Linked DNA regions of Gossypium hirsutum: region 1 is linked to region 2. A link is a contact called in public Hi-C data. All regions are on one chromosome and are shown on one strand. The core of a region is the stretch at or near the end of the contact, and the rest is flanking DNA. Distances in the headings are between cores, read along the strand shown.

Region 1 (5,887 bases), core at 668-3,167, 160 kb before region 2:
GAACTTCCTTCGGTATGTGCTTGAGACAAAATTCGTGTAGAAAGAATCTTAAACAATAAGTGCAAGCATATATTATACCGCAAAGGCGTTGTCTACGTGCCATGCAAGTCAAATCAAAGTTTGGCTCTGTTTGTAAAATGCCGATCTTGCATTGTGTAATTAGATGGGGGTGACTAAAATGGTTGAATATGGTTTTGACTTTTCTCACTTTTTGGGTTTCATCTTTTGAAGTAGCACATTTGTTGTCAAGGTTGAATGAACAAAGTTTACAGCTATAACGTGAACCAATACATAGTTCTTCACATCTGTCACACATAAATATTGTTTCTTCTTCATAATCATCATTTCGTATCAATGGGTGAGGATGAAAAGAAACACTTAGTATCCGAGAAAAAAAAAAGGAATTGTTAGAGATAAGGATAATTTATTGTTTCTCCGCTTTCATTTTGGAATTTTAAATATATTATTTCAATTCTACACATTGTCAAATTGTGATATGATTAGTATATTAATAATCTTTGAGAACTAAAATAATAAATTATTACATAGATACTAACCATCTCCAATCCCAAACTTCCATCGTCAAAATTCTCTTTTCTTTGAGGATCTAAATGCATCTTTTTCGGAGGCTCAAGTACCTAAGCACAAATGTTTAGTTTCATACTTGTACCAAATACAACAAAACCTTCGTAATAAGTTTAGGATAGTGAATAACATCGGTTTTGTTTTGGTTTAAAACTTAGTAATTATACATGTGCCATTTTTTTACCACGCACATTTCTATTGTGAGTTAAACGACTACTATTTTAGCTATTACAGTTGTCTTACCTCGGAAAGGAAACAATGAATATATGCAATATAATTGCATTCTGCGTAATAATAAACATGGTGTAGTCAACCAATTTTGTCCGGGCCCATTTAATTTATTTGCAAATAAATAAACCCAAATAAATGAATAAAAGTCCAAGACTAAATAGTTCAAAAAAAAATCCATTTACAAAACACTAAATAACCCATGGCCCAAAACCCAATTCTAATAAACCCATTTTCTAACCAAATACCCCAAAACTTTTTAGCCCAATTACATAATGTCTGGCCCAAATTGTATATTTCCAAAACCCAATAAAAATTAGCCTAAATAACCCCAAAACCCGAGGCCCAATGCACCTAGAATTATTTCAATTTCCTGAGAATGCTAGAAGCTTCTAGAGTAAGCCAGAAGGACACCAAAAGGTTAGCTTCTCACGAGAAATTTCCACGCTCAGCCTCCACGTCACCAGGGGGGCTCCTCCGTACGGCCGTTCCCGCAAAGAATACACGAGAAGAGAGATAACAGAATTTACAGAAGATGACAGCGATGAACATAGAATTTCATTTTTTTACTTTATTCTGTAAATCCAGGCTATAAAAAGCCTCATTTTTGTACTCCAGAGATTTTTATGCACACAGAATATACATCTACATATGCACACTAAATTCTGAAAAAAGGTATTTCGAAAGCAAGTTTATAAACGTGATTTTCAGTTTTTTTTACTGGCTTTTAGTATTTTTCGTTGAATCTTTTCATTTTTTTCTCAATCTTTCGATATTGTATTTCAAAATAAAAAAAGAAACGAAAAGGGGATCTTACTTTTTCAAATTCGCCACGGATTCTTCTTTGCTTCGTTGAGATCGAAGTATGAGGAATGATCTTGAGGCCGCAAACTGGTTTCTGGATTCTGGAAGTTCTATTGTTGGAGGCGGTATGCTAAAGGAAACCCTAAAATAATGGGCTGATAGCATGATTCATTTCAAAAGGGGAAGGAATTATGTTTTAGGTTAAAAAATGATTCAAAAAGAGGGGGTTAGCAGCAGGCCTAAAACGACGCCGCACAGGGGGGAGGGTCCGCGCGTTAACCCGCCTAGAGCCCCGAATTTGTGCCTTTGCGCCTGGAATGGTATATTTTCGCGGAAGGTCCCTCCTCCTTGTACCGCGGCGCAATCTGCTCCCATCTGCGTTTAATCTGCTTTATTCTCTTTTAAATTATCCCTAAAATTTGAAATACTTTTATGTTTTAGTCCACATTTCAACACAATGTTTCAAGATCAGGGATTATTTCAATATTGATCCCTGTAAATTCATGTGTGTTATATATGTGTCTCCTTTAATAGTTTTACTTATTTTGTAAATTTTCTTTTTATTTTACTTTAATTTCGATTAAGTATTTTATTAGATTTATGTTATAAATTTGGGTTTATTCACTTATATATTTTCAGTCTTTTTATTAATGTTGTATATTCATCCTTGTTTTATTTTCGTTTTTTATTTGTTACTGTTTATATCGTTTGTAATGTTAATATTAATGGTATTATTTGTATTGTTGGTTACTTATTTGTTGTAATTTGGGATACTTGAATTTCCATATTGTTGTACATTATTTTATGTGTTATTATACATGTATATACCTCATAATACTTGGTTTTATTCCATGAACATTATTAACATTAAAATTAACTATTTTTTCACATATTGATGTTATTAGTATTTGTTTTTTTAAATAAAATCGCATGTTATATACATTAACTAAATTTTAACTATACATGTACGAAAATTATTGATATACATAATTTAAATACCTTTTTAAATATTAGTATTTTTATGCATATAATTTCTTTTAGATTTATTTACATATCTTTCTTCTTTTTAAAAAAATCCATCATATTTTGTGTATTATTTAAGTTATTATTAAACATATATTTAGAGCATATATTTAATTTGTATTCATTATTAAAGCCAAGATATTTTTATACATATATATATTTTTTGTAGTAAACTCATATAATTGTGTTTTTAAAATTATTACGTATATAAGTTATGTTTAATTCTATAATTCATATTTTAATTAAATGATATTTTGACCTATAATTATTTCTAGCATTTTTACATGTATATGGTACATATTAAATTATTTTTACTATGGTACATGTTATTAATTTCATATAATTTTGTGTAAATATTTTTTCTATGTATATATACATCCTCTCTTAAAATTATTTATGTGTATAATATTTTTAAGAACCCTTTTAAATCATATAATTTATTGTATTTCATATTATTTATATATATATATTTACTTATATAACTTATATATTTACTTCATTTTTTTATTAGTTTTATTTTTTATCAATACAAAGGTTTCATAAATTGACTTTGTATATTATTTTATATCATATATTGTTATTCCTTCATATTTAATATATTATTTAAATTATCTTGTGAATTCTCAATTTTTGAATAAATTTATGTTTTAAATATTTTGTGCATGATTTGATTTGAACTTTGAAATTTATAATAATTATTTCAATAAACATATATCCCAAGTTTTATGCAAATGTGTCAACTTAGATATATTATATGACCATTAATCCTTCATTTTGTTTCATACATATTTTTGTACATCATTTTATTTTGTGTTATGATCATGTATACTATTTTTTTTATTATTCATTATCCATGCTTAAAGAATTTTTTATTACATTATACCTAGAATGAATGTTAGACATATTAAGCAAGGTTTATTGTATTTCGAGTATATTATTTCATATTTTTTTTATTTTTTATAATGCATTAAATATTTCATTAATTTTTAAATGAATAAACATGTTTTTTGAGCAAATTTCTAAATTTCAATTATTTAAAGTTTTTGAAATAAGGCAATATCTAATATTTGGGGAATTCGGAAAAATTATGCTCAATCGTACTGGGTATGACTTTTCCGACGAACCAAATATTTAGATAACCTTTTATACTTTTAATGCATAAGTTTTTTTAAAAAAATTCGAAAATCGATCGTATCTTAAAGGTATAAGTAATCGTATCCAATCGTACTGGGTATGAAATTGCATATCTTCGGAACGGGAAATTTTTGACAGCTAATTTGAGCTATTAAAATTTTTTTTATTTACTTCGAAAAATATTTTTTAATCTAAGGACAGCATCAAATCAATTTGGTACCAGTTTTTTGGGCGTAATGAGGGTGCTAACCCTTCCTCATGCGTAACCGACTCCCGAACCCGTTTTTCTTTATTACTCCTAAACCAAATTTATTTTTCATTGAACAAAGCATTTTAATAGGTGGTCCAATCACATCTAAATCAAGAGATTGGTGGCGACTCCACACTCGGTTTTAAAAGTCGATTCCCATTGTTTTTTAAAATAAAAAAGGGGTTTCGACACATGGATTTTTGGATTCCTTTCTGTCTCACACATATCGCAAAAATAATCTCCCGAATCATCTTCAGCAAAGGGACTTACAAGTGTAAGTGGATGCAAGTGACGTTTATGCTTAAAACTAGACGGTAGTGGCATACATTTAGGATGTACATTGAAATCACACTTTTTGCATTTTATTCCTTAAACGATCTCGGATTATTAAAAGAGCTTTTGTAAGTTCGTTTTAATCTTGAAATTGATTATATAGTTGGTGTTAATAATGTTTTAAACTTGTTAGTATGTATAAACGGCTAAATTGAATTGTAATTGATTGTAATTGCTCCGGAAATGAATTTGGTATCCTGTAGCTCAAACCTGGCAATCGGGTCGGGGATATGGGGTGTTAAATTTAAAAAAAAACAGTACAAGTTCAATATTTTGGCTAGAACTTGAGCTACAGAACTCTATTTTGAGCCTATAATATACCAATTCAAAAGGAATTTAAAGATATAAATATAATTATTTTACGAATCAAGCCCAAAAATGTTAGGAAGGCATCCAAAAATGGCATGAAAGTTTGATGCAAAAATTGGCAAGAAACTTAGAAACATTATCATCGGTCTCTTTAGAATGATCCTACTTGATGCTTTCTACTAATTTTATAATTTTAAGTAGGTTTTATTTTTGTAGGTCTCAATAGTCTAACACACACACGTGTATATATATATATAACAATTTTCACCATGTTGATGTCATGAATTAATTCACCGGGAGGAATTACAAAAATAAATAAATAAAATTATGGATTAATAGTATAAAACGCCCTCGAAGAATTTCGAAAAAAAATCAATTAAGCCCATCTCAACTTTTTGCTCCCAATTGAGCCCAAAAACTAACAATTTCGACCAATAAGACCCTTTGATCAACGTTAACCATTAGAAACTCTATGTTCAGATTCATTCTAAACTTTATTTTTTTTAAAATAATTTTTTATTTTAAAAAAAATTATTTTTTTTATTTATGTGGTAATGTCAAATCAGCATCGGTTGACTGACTCTGTGGTATTTAACGATCACATCAGCATTGCCGTTAATTTCTAATAGTCAATATCGATCAATATTATCCGTTTATAAACTCAATTTGATTAAAAAAATTGAAAGAGACTTAATATTTTCTTTAATTCTTTGAAAACTTTTTATATCACTAAACCTAAAATCATTTAAATTTTGTTTAATTCAATATATTTAACAACAACCTTCTAAATCTAGTATATTATTATTTTTAAGAATTCTTTTACACTACATTGTTGTAATATTAATATAAAATCATTTAAATTTAATTATAGAGTATATATTAATATAAAATAAACAAAACAGTTAATTTAAGTAACACAATATTCATTCAAGTCACATTTAGATAAATATTTTTTTATACTCAGATATAACATGTTACAAATCAACTAAAAAAATAGTTTATAATGTAAATATAGGATAAATCTTAAGATTACACATGAATTTTAATTTAATGTGCAATTTGACATATCAACTTTGATTTGGTATAATTATACATATGAAACTTTGATTGTAGTTTAAATATATAAATGAAACTTTAATTTTGATTTAATTGTACACATTTAAAAAAGACAAACACTTCAATTTACCCATATATTGGATAAACATAACGATTTTTGAATGT
Region 2 (5,621 bases), core at 2,332-4,831:
CCAATGGCTCAAATTCAATACACATGTCTAATGGTATTTTGGTAATTTTACTAAATATAAATTCACTTGAAAAATGATTATTTTTCCCTTTATAATCTTTTATTTTCACTTTTGAGTCATTTCTCACTTTTGGTAAAATTCCAACTTTAGTCCATTTTTTCCTAGCATTTCAATTTAATCCAACATCTTTTAAATTTTACAATTGACCCCTTCACTTCCATAACTTTACAATTTAGTCTATACTCAGATTAACATCTCATGATACACCACTTATTTCAAATTTATTTGGTATCCAATACTCTTCTCTACTATCACTAATATATCATATTTTATTTACCAAGAAAATCTACTATGCATATTCTCAATATAGCATCACCTATATAGTGGTTTTAGAAGCATTACAATAAAGCTTAACACATCAAAATTTGATTTTCTTTCTTATTAAGCCAAGGGCTACTTAAAAAATATTTCTTATCTCACATGTTATTCTCACATATATCAACATACATGCCTACTTTAAACCAAATATCGAATTGTCTCACACGTTTGCTAAGTCACTTAATCTTTATCAAACTGATCACCTTATATATATTCTTTAGGCAAATCTTTTATCCATAACCAATTTGCTTTAACATTTACCAACTTGGTTACAACTCATATTTCTCATATGCATTCAACTAATATTCAAATTTATGCCTCTTAGTCAAGTTTTCACTTCATATTTTGAGTAGATTAGTTTGATTTACAAGTTTGCAGACTAAACTTTGTTGCACACACGTTAATGACAGACTAAACGTCTTGAATTAAAGGAAAAAATAAAATTACTTATTGGGCTTAATTATCTACAAGCATAGAAGATCTTGGACCAAGAGTGTGCCCCAAACCTAATAGGTTTGGATTTGCACCTCCTTACACGCAAAGGATAACATTAACTTAATCATTCAATAATTACCAAGTTGGTTCATATATATAAACATATTCCACTCTTGATATCTAATCAATGTAGGAGTAAGCTATCCGTTTTCCTCGACATAATTTACAAGTGGCTTACTTTGAGCATCAATTTCTCATTCATCACTCAACCATTTTGAGCATATAATATACCATTGTAAAAGCCTCATGGGGTAGAATATAAAAACATACTTTTATGATTCAAATCTTCACCTTTACTAATCGAGAATATGTCTCAAAACTTCCAAAAATTTATTTTTTTCCAACAAACTTATTGTGGACTAAGTTCATTACTTATTTATTGCATTCCAAATTGATTTATTATCAAATTCGATTTCATAGCATTTTGTAGCTTTAGTAATGTAGACTCGAATATACAAAATTTTGTCCAAAACACACCAAAGATAATGCACCCAAGGTGCCCTAGCCAAACACACAAGATATAGATAGGAATTGCATACCCTCCAAACATATCAAGAGCACAAATGTGCTATGCCATAAGGCACTGTATCAAAACTCCCTTCCGCACATGCCCATATAAGTGAGCATCCAATTCTTAGGACATGCCTATTGAATCCTTGCTAGTGTATCAAGCTCATAAAAGCATTTCATCTTATTAATCAATTTGATATAGTTCATATACTTGCATAACATAATATGTTTTCATGGTTTCCAAATCACCCAATAGAGCTTATATTTCACACATATCACATTTTGATGTTTGTTTACACCTAAATGTCACTCATACTCATCCACATTATCACATTGTCACCTAAGTAACCTATATCATCATATATGGCTTCATGTGTTTACATGTGCACTTAACAAATTATCTCATGACTCAAGTTATTCCTATTTCTTAATTCACATTCTCATTTGATCATTAGGTGACAATGTCACCATAACGCACTTTATTAGACAATTATCTCATATAATTTTGAATACCAATGCTTATTAAGCAATTTCATTACCTTATCAATTTCATATCTCATATTAATCTTTGCCCTATCATATCACTCTTTCTCTTAGCCTAGTTTCAATTTCACATTATGACTATTTACTTTTTTATAACATATTAACTATATTTTTATTCCAAGCAAGAATCATGTTATAACACTTAAATTCTCAAAATATATCACAATTTCATTTTTATATGTTTCAAGATAGAACTCACTACCATTAAAAAAAAGGAAAAATTTCATTAATATTATTAGTTTCTTTCAAATTTTCTTAACATATCAAGACAGACTTTATCATATATTAGCACACATAATACTTTTAATCATTCATTTCACAATTTATCCAAACATATATTTATGGTATCAAAGATAAAGTTAGTGTCGATTGATTCTTAGCTCGATTAGCATGGGCATTGTTACCAATATAGGAATATATGAATTCAAGTGCGTTGAAATGTATTATCTTTATATTTATGAATTTTTTTCTCAAAAATTAAAAAATACAACAAAATATCAATACTCAAGCTTATTAGCTTTCTGACAACAAAAATCCCAAATGTAGAAAGTAGGAATGATAGAAACATAATTTCTTATCTTATTTGAAGTTTCTTTTCACTATTTTCAATTTTCTCTCATTAAATTCATGAAACATTGAACTTGGATGAAAAAGATACAGTGGAAATGAGTTTAGGAAGTGATTTTCTAAGTGACTTTAACCAGAAATCAAAATTTGGGTGTTGAAAATTAACTTGATTTTGAGAAAAAGCAAGAAAAAGAGAAGGGAAATTTTCCATTTCACAAGAGAGGAGGTCAACTTGTAGAGGCGAAAGGATTTTTTTTTTAACCCTAAAAATAATTCAAGTCAAAGTTGGTCAGAGTCCAAATAAAATTTGTGTAATCCACATTTACTCACCATGTTATCAACACATCCAATGGCACAAATTTGATCCCAACCATATAATATCTCCACTTAAAATATTTCTAAAACATAAATCTAATGTGAAATAACTAAAATACCCTTATACGAAAATTTTACACTTCAACAGTTTCTTACCACTTTTTGTTGACATTAAATTTAATACGTAATATATCCAAACTTCATAAACCATAATTATTCTTTAACATAAGTCCACAATAATAAAAATTAAACTTATTTTCTCTTCACGGTAAAATTATTATTTGATCCTTTTACTTTCAAATCTTATCCAATTTAGTTCAAATGTGATCCTCATCCTATCACTACATATTCCATATCGTTCCCATGTCAAATAATCATTATTAATTCGCATTTTCTCAATTTGACAAAATTGCAACTCTTTCCATCTCAAATATGAAATTAATTCCTTGATCTCTCTTTTAGCTAACTTATTTTCAACGATACCAAATGTTGTATTGAAAATTTGGGATATTACAGAGTCTACGTGCATCGGTAGGTTGTGATTTCTATAGAAGAATATGTTAGAAAGACGCTACAATTGCAAGGAGTTGAAAAGAGAACGAAAGAATGAAACAAGAAAAGAGGAGTGAGAGAAACAAAAGACCAGGAAACGTTTAAAAAGGATTTGGTAAGGTGTTTGATCCTCATGCAACTTAGCCTCTCACCTCAATTGACTAGGTCAACACTTCTGGGGTATCCCGAAACATTCCGGCAGCCCCCCAACTCATTCTTGCACGCACACCATTTCGGACTTGTAGCACCAAGAATGGCCCTACTTAGGCAGACCGTGACACATTCTGCAGATTGGTTTGAAAAAAAGGTAGACATGATCTAATGTAAAACTAAAATAACTTTAGTGAGAAATACAATAATTATATTTTTTCCTTATATCAGAACTGTATACAGACTGATCCTTTGGCCCATATTTAACCTTTTTTTAATGAAAATAAGTGAAATTAAAATGGTTTTAAGTGGAAATGCAGAATTGCAGATTGTGGTAGCCGCTGAAGATTGGAGGCCAACATGACATTAGATGGTTTCGAAAATCGACCAGTTGAACTTTCAGAAGGCATTTTTCTTTCTTATGCTACAAAAATCAGTCAGTATGCAAAAATCCCACCGGAAAATAACCTACTCTTATCACTCTTCTTACCTGAAAGAATGGTGGGTTGAATGGAGGCTGTACGTGCAGTGTGAAGGCAGGATATTGATATTTACAGTGACGAAAAATGTGGGATATATCGACTCGAATTTTGAATCCGAATCACCAAAAAAAAATTTTCAATCATGTAGGTCGACGACTGCGAATCTCCTCCTTAAGGAGTTGAGCCACACGGTCTACATCCTCGGGAGACCTTTTGTCACTTAATATGCTACAAAGTGAGCTTAATTCTTCAGAGCTTGCCTTCTTGAATAAACCTAGTAGTGTGTCAACTTCACTGGGCAGGCATTTGTTCTGAGGAGCCCCTGCATTATTTTGTTCCCCAGATGTTCTAAGCAAGTTGACACCATTACTAGGGGTATGAGAATGTTGTAGGAACTGCACTTGAGGCCGAGAGTAAGGCCGAGAGTCCCAATACTCCATACAAACTCGATTGCGATCCATTGCCTCAACGGCCTGGTTTATGTTTAAACCATACGAGAAATGAGTCTTTACTTCAAATGTCAGAGTTAAGCATTTACCATAAAATCAAACTGTTAAGCCATTAATAATAGTCAATGCATAAAGGGAGAGGGGAGAAACAGTTAAAATAACCTAGTTGACCAACATTTTTCATATAATAATGTAAAAACTAATTTACCTGCACAATTTCTGGTGAAGAAAAACCAAACATCTCAAACCCATCAAGGCTACCAGGAGGCTGCAATGGTGGGAGGTTGGTCCTTCCTAGTCTATGTTGTTTCGTTATCTCTTGATTAACTTTCTCCCTCACCATCTCCCAGCATCTGGCAGCTGAAACATGAACAAATACTTCACTGGGACAGTGCTCCACAGATACCTGAAACCAAATCAACATTTAAGGCCATGCATGCTTAAAGAACAATACATTTCTGGTCATTATTTGCCCACTTTGCTCTAACCAAAGATGAAATTCAAAACTAAGTTGGAAGATAACTTTTAAAATAGAAGTTAAAATTCATCAGATGAAAAGATGACAGCAAGCACTCCAAATGGTATTTGTTTAGAAAATTATACTATTATCTAAAACAATCAAGTCTGCTAGAGAACAAGAGGAGTGATTTGTTTCCTATAGATCAGATGGCAAGATTCAGTCAATTCTGCCTAACAATCAAATATCATTAAGATACATTGCATACATAAGCTACTTTCTTGCTCTCTGCAAAGATCAACACAATGAACATCAGAGACAAATAATTCAGGAACGAAGATAAATCTGTCCGTGTCTACTATGAGTTCCCAAAATCATGAAGGCATATGAGTAAGAACAACATTTTCAGGTAAGAGATAAAAATGTAGTAAAAACACTTAACATTTTTTCAGGTAAGAGATAAAAATGTCCAATTAATAAGATAGTGGTACAAAAACATAATTGATACCATAAAATTTTCAATTACCATGAACAGAGGTCCATCCCTCTCCGCATCCAAAATTTCTGAGACATAGTATGCCATATTTGTTGGATCTAAAACACTAATATACCTAACCCGGCTCTTAAATCCTGCATTGATTAGAATAACCGAGTGAATACATCTAGCTAGTATACTTAGCATATTGACATGCATCAGCCTTAGTAAACACCAATGCAACTAAC

The links. A called contact is a pair of places that touch in the nucleus more often than the background predicts.
Region 1: a Hi-C map of leaf shows a contact between it and region 2, with 3 times the contacts expected there. The contact joins two enhancer-like sites. A contact is called at or near these places in 4 of 34 Hi-C or Micro-C datasets (hypocotyl and leaf).

What each region holds. Positions count from the first base shown.
Region 1 is chrA11:106,976,556-106,982,442 of Gossypium_hirsutum_v2.1, reverse strand. No RefSeq gene overlaps it. Among protein-coding and RNA genes, the nearest start is that of LOC107962402, 8.7 kb to the right of the region's middle. Within about 2 kb of position 1,917, at least 9 of the 9 cell types and tissues checked have an H3K27ac peak or open chromatin away from gene starts, as enhancers often do. A contact at or near this core is called in leaf, where this site is marked.
Region 2 is chrA11:106,822,486-106,828,106 of Gossypium_hirsutum_v2.1, reverse strand. It overlaps LOC107926805 (putative lysine-specific demethylase JMJ16), which reads right to left. Exons shown (of 14, transcript XR_005904985.1): 11 at 5,425-5,528; 12 at 4,650-4,847; 13 at 4,001-4,465; 14 at 3,235-3,644. Among protein-coding and RNA genes, the nearest start is that of LOC107926805, 12 kb to the right of the region's middle. Within about 2 kb of position 3,581, at least 4 of the 9 cell types and tissues checked have an H3K27ac peak or open chromatin away from gene starts, as enhancers often do. A contact at or near this core is called in leaf, where this site is marked.